2 separate regions of the Mus musculus genome follow, and region 1 is linked to region 2. The links are chromatin contacts, called in public Hi-C maps. All regions are on one chromosome and are shown on one strand. The core of a region is the stretch at or near the end of the contact, and the rest is flanking DNA. Distances in the headings are between cores, read along the strand shown. Region 1 has its middle 20 kb from the start of Gm24258. Region 2 holds the start of Pnma2 (paraneoplastic antigen MA2).

The links. Hi-C and Micro-C count contacts between places; a contact is called where the count stands out from the background.
Region 1: a contact with region 2 is called in a Hi-C map of cerebral cortex, with 5 times the contacts expected there. The contact joins the enhancer-like site here to the promoter of Pnma2 in region 2. A contact is called at or near these places in 1 of 39 promoter capture datasets (trophoblast stem cells), 10 of 484 Hi-C or Micro-C datasets (the AML12 cell line, the G1E-ER4 cell line, the N1E-115 cell line and 7 more), 10 of 115 datasets of contacts at active chromatin or transcription factors (SST interneurons, embryonic forebrain, embryonic hindbrain and 5 more) and 1 of 9 other capture datasets (pancreatic islet).

What each region holds. Positions count from the first base shown.
Region 1 is chr14:66,948,173-66,952,245 of GRCm38.p6, forward strand. No RefSeq gene overlaps it. Among named protein-coding and RNA genes, the nearest start is that of Gm24258, 20 kb to the right of the region's middle. Within about 2 kb of position 2,364, at least 18 of the 459 cell types and tissues checked have an H3K27ac peak or open chromatin away from gene starts, as enhancers often do. A contact at or near this core is called in cerebral cortex, where this site is marked.
Region 2 is chr14:66,909,650-66,913,595 of GRCm38.p6, forward strand. Pnma2 (paraneoplastic antigen MA2) reads left to right here and starts at 1,559. Exons shown (of 3, transcript NM_175498.4): 1 at 1,559-1,644. It overlaps Dpysl2 (dihydropyrimidinase-like 2), which reads right to left and starts at 1,392. Exons shown (of 14, transcript NM_001378767.1): 1 at 793-1,392. The coding sequence starts at 1,134.

The DNA of each region.
Region 1 (4,073 bases), core at 1,114-3,613, 39 kb after region 2:
CTGCCATATCCAGGGATCCATCCCATAATTAGCCTCCAAATGATGACACCATTGCATACACTAGCAAACGTTTGTTGCAAGGACCGTGATATAGCTGTCTCTTGTGAGACTAGGCCGGGGCCTAGCAAACACAGAAGTGGATGCTCACAGTCAACTATTGGATGGATCACAGGGCCCCCAATGGAGGAGCTAGAGAAAGTATCCAAGGAGCTAAAGAGATCTGCAACCCTGTAGGTGCAACATTATGAACTAACCAGTACCCCGGAGCTCTTGACTCTAGCTGCATATGTATCAAAAGATGGCCTAGTCGGCCATCACTGGAATGAGAGGCCCATTGGACAGGCAAACTTTATATGCCCCAGTACAGGGGAACGCCAGGGCCAAAAAATGGGAATGGGTGGGTAGGGGAGTGGGAGGGGGAGGATGTGGGGGACTTTTGGGATAGCATTGGAAATGTAATTGAGGAAAATACGTAATTAAAAAAAAGCAAAACATAGTGGGTCAACAGACAGGGATCTGGCTGCTGTTCACAGTACCAAGCAAGAAGGTGCCCCCCACTGCCATGCGGTGTAGCCAGGAGGTAGGCTGGGAGGCAGAAGGGACACACGGAGAGGCAGACAGGCATGCAGCAGGCTTGGCACTTGCTTATGAGTGGCTAGGCTGGAAGAATGGTGCCCTCAAATGTAAGAGTCCCATAAAGGAAGTGTCAGGCATGGCTGGTGTGTATGGGAAGGGCACGCTCCCAAGGGTGTTCTTTATTATCTGATGGCAGCTGGCTCACACAGGGAGGGCATCAAGGACTCAGGCGAGTTGTCAGAGCATGAGAAGTTTTAAAAGTCTGCTTTCTACAGGGGCTCAGTGTCTGACAAGCATACATGGCCAGTGATGGATGCCGAGCCTTCCTGAACTGCCAAGATGCTGAATCTTTCCAGAGCTCCACCAGGAGAGACTGGGGAGGCCCCAGACTCCAGCTCTGCCTGGAACCAAGCTCCTAGATTCAGTGAGACTCAGTTTCTACTTCCTGATTGTGTGGGCAGCTTAGACATGCTAAAGGCCTTCGTGACACAAGCCAGGGGTGGAGGCCTAAGCCTGTAACACCAGCAGGCAGTGGCCTGAGGCAGGAGAATAGAGTTTGAGGAGGACCCGGGCAAGATCTTGCCTCAAAAATAAAAATAAAAATGAGGAGCTGGCAATGTCAGCTGAGGGTCATCAGGCAAGGGCAGTGCCCCCCCCCCCCAAGGCTGCTTGCCAGAGCTTGATTCCCTAGAACCCACAGGGCAGAAGGGGAGCTGACTCTCAAAAGTTGTCCTCTGGCCTCCACAAACATTCACGGCTCCTTTCCTCATACAAAATGAATAAACAAATAAATGTTAAAAATAAGAAGAAAAAGAAAAGGAAGGGAGGGAGGGAGGGAGGGAGGGAGGAAGGAAGGAAGGAAGGAAGGAAGGAAGGAAGGAAGGAAGGAAGGAAGGAAGGAAGGAAGGAAGGAAGGAAACCAAAATGGTGGTTGCAATACTTACTGGCTTCAGCAGTTTTCCACAAGGAGGTGGACTCTGCCAGCCTAAGGCCCGTCTGTCTGAGTGACAAGAGGCCAGTGCTCATGTCTCACTCGGCCACCTCTGCAAGCTGGAATGATTTACCTCAGCAGTTCCATTTTTCAAGGAATAATAGTAATAAATAGTACCTGCCCCACCTACTGGAGACCACATGATGCCGACTGGAAGGCACTCACGTGTTCCACAGAAACCGTAAGTGTGGTGAATGCCTCCACTTCTAGAAGCTTCTCCTAGCCTTCATTTCTCTCTGGGCGGCATTAGCACTTTCACAGGCTTGGAATACAGGATTTAATAAATCTTATCTGACTTTTGAGGGGCCAGGAGCCCCCAGCTGTCACCTGGGCTGCACGTCTTATGAAGAGTGGCAGATGGCAAACGTGCGTGGGAGCAGCTGCGAGACGTCACACGTCACTAGGGAGGCACAGATGGAAGCCACCGCAGGGACCAGGGTACACACACCTCTTAGAATGGCTGACATCCAAGGTTCTGACGGTCACAAGCAAGGGTGGGGCGGCAGGAGCTCTCTCCTCTGCTGCTCGCTTTGAGGAAGACTGGCCTGAAGACAGCTCTGCAGCTCTGTACAAAACTAAACAGTCCGACCCAGCACGACTCAGGAGTCACACTCAGATACATCTGCTAGAAACCATGTCCACACACAAAGCTGCACACAGATGCTTACAGGGGGTGTATTTATTTCACTAAAAAGGGGAAGTGAACGGACAAACCCTACAATGTCTGAGTCTATTATCACAGGGACTGTCCAGAAGGGCAAAACCTTGGAACAATAAACCATCAGGGCGTGGCACGGCCTTGAGGTGAGATGTAGGCACGGCAGGTGCACTGGAGGGGTTTTTAGGGCAGGGAAACAACTCTGTATGACACTGTAATGATGAACAATTGTTGTCACACATCTGTCAAGACCCAGCAAACCGGCATAGCGCAGCACGGACCTAATGTAAAACTATGAAGCTCAAATGATGGTGCGCCGATATTGGCCCATAAGTGGAAAACAATGTACACTATTAAGGCGAGATGTTACCAACAGGCCAGACATAGGGGTGTTTGCCCAGATTCCCAACCTCTGGGGAGTCAGGAAGATCAGTGGTGTTCAGAAGTTCAAGTCTAGCCTTGGCAACACAGTGAGACCCTGTTCTGTTCATGAAAAACAAGGCTGGCAAGAAGACTCAGCTGGTAAGGGTGCTGTCACTTTGCCTGATGTCCTGAGTTTGAGCTCTAGAACCCATAAAGCGAAAGGAGAGGCGCATTCTCGCTCAGACTCAGTGTATGCGCATGCGCGCACCATGCCCGGAAGCTAACTTTCTGATGTCAGGTTTCTCCTACCGTGGGTCCTAGGGAGGCTTGGGTCTGGCCACGGTGCTTTGCCGGTTGGGCACATCACTGGACTGCCTTCCTAGCGTTTACAAGGATTTGTTGGCAGTTTCCTTTGCAGCGCCTCACATGTGTCTTTGCTTTGCATGCTGGATTCTGAACCCTGGTAGGTCGTGGAGAGGCTCTCTGGTCTGGGCTCTAAATGCCACCGTTTGGGCGTCCACTCTTTGTCTAGTTCGGGAAGTTGCCGCTCTGACTTTACTGAGCAGACTCTGCCTCCTGGTTTTAGCACAGCTCCTGTAGGCTGGTCTGTCTCTGATCGCTTCATCACAGCTCAGCTTCTTTTCGGATGCTGACACTTGAACTCCGAATTTCCTCAACTCCATCCACCATTTTTTTTTTTTTTTTAAATAAAATGTTCAAATCTCTTTTTTAAAAAAAGATTTATTTATTTATTTTATGAGGATGAGTACACTGTAGCTGTCTTCAGACAAACCAGAAGAGGGCACCAGATCCCATTGCAGATGGTTGTGAGCGACCATGTGGTTGCTGGGAATTGAACACAGGACCTCTGGAAGAGCAATCAGTGCTCTTAAACGCTGAGCCGTCTCTCCAGCCCTCCATTCTCCATCTTAACGTTCTTTCTTCTGCTTGGTTCAGGATGTTCGTCTACCACGAGTGACTGTGTTGGTTTGTTTTGTTTTTTTGGTTTTTTTCCCCCTTCAAAATTTTCATTTCCAACACTTCTGTTTTGTTTTCAGACTCTAATGTTCTTTGTTGAATTTTCCTGCCATGCTGCTAACTAGTGCATACATACTGACTCTCTCGTCCATTTGCTGACATTTCCTTCCATGAGCCTGACCGTCTTCTCTGGGTCCTGGATTCAGCCCACCTGTTGTCTGTATCCTCTGGAGTCACTGGTCAGTCTTACAAGTAAACGTCTGAAACCTGTGTCTCTTGCCTACCTTGGTGGCTTTGAATTCAGTGACTGGAGAGTTGGGCTCTTTTGAAGGGTCATGTTACCTGGCTTTTCCACACGCTTCTGTCCTGTGACTTTGTTAGTGGGACCTCTCTTCCAGCTTTTTTGGGGAATCTTCCTGTGAGCAGTCTAGTCTAGAGGGCTGAATCCCCAACGCTGCTCAGAGCAAAGAAAGAAAACTATTGTAACAAGGATCTCAAACCCTGCAA
Region 2 (3,946 bases), core at 309-2,808:
CTTCCCACCCTCATTTTTCCTTTCCTTTTTAGTTCTTTGAATATAATTCGCGTAGTCTCTCCCCATTCCCAAAGTGCTTCCCTTACAGCGCTGGGGAAGCGCTCTGAGAAGCCCTTGCCGAGACACTTAGCAGAACTTTGTTCTCTACATGGGCTATCTAGCTTTTCTCAGTGACATCACAACCTCCCGGACTCTTCACTGGCTGCTGAACACAGTCCAGGCAATGGTAAGAGGCTCCGGGCGCTGGCCGTGGTCCTGACCTCCTAGCTCAGAACCATGGTGCTGAGCGCACTAGAGGCGGGGACCTTGCCACACTGAGTAGCCATGTAAGCCCTTGTCCCTACAGACCCCAAGGGAATCCTCTAGTCTTCACTGCAGCCTTCCACTGCTCTCTTTGAGCTGCATCAAAAAAGGGTGGGGCTCTGAGCCGCAGCTGCAATCGGATGCCGCCCGGGAGGATTTAAGAACAGCACAGTGGTCCACCCCAATCGCCACTCGACGCCTCCAGCCCGGGGATCAGCTGGTCCCTGACGCGGGTTCCCCACCTCCCAGGGACAAGGAGGCTAGGGCAGCCTTTGTGGGAGCTCAAACGCCCACTGGCGAACCCGTGCCTCGCCGCACCCTGCGCGGTGAAGGGGTGGGCAGGGCGCGGTGCGCGTGCAGATGCGGGAGGCAGAGCTCTTGGTGCCGCGTGCTGGCTGGTGCTGGCTGCCACGCGGGGATGCTCGGTCCTCCGCGACAAGCCAGGGGGCAGCCCCGCGCTCCGATCCCACCCTCCACCCCCATACCAACCTGATCATAGATGTTCTGCAGGGCTTCCTTGCCCGAGGCCCGCCGGATCTCCACCTTCCGGCTCGATTCAACAGATGGCTCCCCACTGGCACGCCGGCTCTGCCGGTGCGGGTCGGGGCCCAAGTGGGCGACATCGCGCTGCTGAGCCACCACTTGCCCCGAGCCCCGGCCCACTGAAAGCGAGTCGAAGTCGATGGTCTTGTTCTCCGAGGACCCTTCCACAGGGCAGAACATGCCGCAGAATTTCTGCCGCGGCTTGGGACTGCCGGAGCCCAGGTTTTTAAAAAAGGCAGGGACCTCTTCGTCCTCTGCTGCCTTTCCAGATTGCTTTCTCTCGGCCATGGCTCAGGGGGCGCTGGGGAAGGTCCTGTCTGTTCGTCCGTCCGTCCGTGGTTTCCTAAGTCTCCCTAGCTGGGTGTGCACTAGCCTCTTGCTGCCGCCGCGGCTGCCTCTCCCTGCCTACCGCAAGGTGCACAGAAAGGATGGAGAGCTGGCGAACCGGCGACCCACCCCTCGCGGTCCCTCCTCCTGACCCCGCTTTCTCCCTCCCTGCCCACGCCCCCCGGCGCCGCCACGCCACCTCCGAGCAAAGTTGGATCTGAGCGGGCGGTCGCTGCGGCAGAGGATGCCAGTTCCCGGCAACGCGGGGCGGGGCGGAGTGGGGCGGGGCAGGAGGAACGCAGGATCAGGAGGGAGGGGACAAGGAGGGAGAGGACCCAGAAGGAGGAGACGGAGAAGGGAGGGTACGAGGGGGTGGGGGGCGCCCGGAGCCTGCGCCCCGGAAGTAAAGCGGACACTCCACCCGCTAATGGACGCGCGGCAGCCGCCCGACAGACCTCTCTCGGCGCCAGGGTGAGTGTCGGATAGCTATAGCCGGGCAAGGACCCGAAGGCTCAGACCCTAGTCCAGAGCCCCTCTCCCCGACCTGCCTCACTGCATTGCTAAGGTGGCCCTGGGGCTCCCCTGGCCTCGGGTGAGAGCTGAGGGTTGAGGGAGCCAAGGTTCAAGCCTGAAGGCTCTTGGAAACTGGGCAGGGGTGACCCTGGAAACAGCAAAGTCTACTCCGGGATAACCAAGTATCCGGCACCAATGCTTCAGTTTACCCACGACCTGGGCGCCAGGGCGCGCACTGCAAGGAGCAGAAGGAAAGGAGAATGTTCTCCCTGCTTGCAGCCCCTGTGGTTGGGAGGTGGGGCTCACAACATGGCGGGGGCGAAAAAGCAGAGGAGCATAGCAAATGCAAGCGGTGACCGGGGGAGAAAGCAGCAAGCCTGCGGTGCGGGGGGGGGGGGGGGGGGCATAGTAAAGAATGCAGACTGAGGATTGCGCTTCAGCATAGAAACTGGGGACCCGTAACATCATCTGAAAAGGCCATGCCCTGCACATCAGCCATTGCCTCAGAAAAGGCTCAGAAGAGTCCTGGATTTGATATCTCCAATCCCTCAAAACACACACACACACACACACACACACACACACACACACACACACACACCCAAAACGGAAAATGGTTGGGGACTAAGCAGACTGAAGCACACTCATCTTGCTTTCAAGTCGCCCCGCCTAGCTTCCCCGCCCCTGTTGCACGCTGCGCAGGAGGCCCGGGAGTTTGCCAGATGTTCCTTCTCTAGGGCCGCAGCGGTTTGCATGGAGGGTAGAGGTAGATTGCTGTTCAGGGGAGGGTTACATGCTGTGTGAGTTGTGGGCAGCCAAAGTGTGGGGATTTGGAGTGTGTGCGCGCGTGCACACGGTTCAGCCACGACCGCCAGGTTCGAGGCTTTTCCTTGCTTAGTCCCACCTCCTGGTCCTGGCTTGGTTGCATTTAAGCCCCTCCTGTTTTTCCAGAGTGGCTGAAAGCTGCAAAAGTGTTGCCCATCCTTTAGGGGTTCTGGAGCGAGATCTGAGCATGCTCACTAAGATGGATGGGTTTGGTCTAGGAGAGGCAGTTTACTGCAGCGTGTTCTCACAGGGCGTTGTGACCAAGAAATCAGTCCCATTGTCAGCCTTTGCTTAGGTAACGATTGCTTGCAGATATCAACGCCCCCAGTTGCCCGAGATAGCTTGATTGATGGAGTCATAATTTGTGCGCACACACACACAATCCTGTAGGAGCCGAAAGGAGGGCCTATGGACCTTAGCACCAGAAATGCTTGGAATTTTCTTATAAAGTGTCCATTGGAATTGTCAATGCCACACTAAAGCCCTGAGGTCTTTCATCCTCCCTGCCTTCCAAGTTAGGACACCAGTTTATGAGTCATTACGCCTAAAGTCATGTGTCTAGTTGTCCAGGCCTTTGCCCCAAGAGCCTGGTTCCTTCAACAGGTTATCCTATAGGCCTCTTTAGTGAGAAAAGTACAAAATCCTTGCATTCTTCCATACCCAAGCATTTCCCTGGTGGTTCTTTTGTACATCAAGGGTGTTTCATTTACAGTCTTAAAATCTTTTTTGGTTAACCTTCATTTATGTATATGGATGTTTTGCTTGAATGTTTGTACATGCACTGTGTACAGGCCTGGGGCCATTGGCGGCCAGACAAAAGTGCCAGATTCCCCTGGAATTGAAGTTACAGAGTAAGCCAACTTGTGGGTGCTAGTAACCAAACCTGTGCATTTCACCACTAAGCAATCCCTCCAGATGTGTGAGGCCTTAGTTAATTGAAGAGCAACCCTTGTAGGTATGGTTACCATTGGGTTAAAGGTCTCAAAGGCTAGCAGATTTCAGCATGACAATTTTTCTGTGAATCTGGACATTTGGTGTTTTTTGTTCATTTGTTTGTATTTGTCTTTTTTGTTTGTTCGTTCGTTTTCTGTTTGTTTCGGTTTTTCAAGAGAGGGTTTCTCCGTGTGACAGCTCTGGCTGTCCTAGAACATACTCTGTAGACCAGGCTGGCCTGGAACTCAGAGTTCTGCCTGCCTCTGCTTCCCAAGTGCTAGGATTACAGGCATGCGCCACCACTACCCAGCATGTCGCTTGTGTTTGTTTTTGCTCTTTCTGAGACAAGGTCCTGTTTGTAAGCCCAGGCTGACCTCAAACTCCCGATGTAGCCAAGGGAGTTAAACTCCTGGCTCACTTACCTTCACCACTTAAGTGCTGGGGTAATGGGTATGTGCCACGGCGCCTGGCTTATGCAGTGCTTGGGATCTAACTCAAGGCT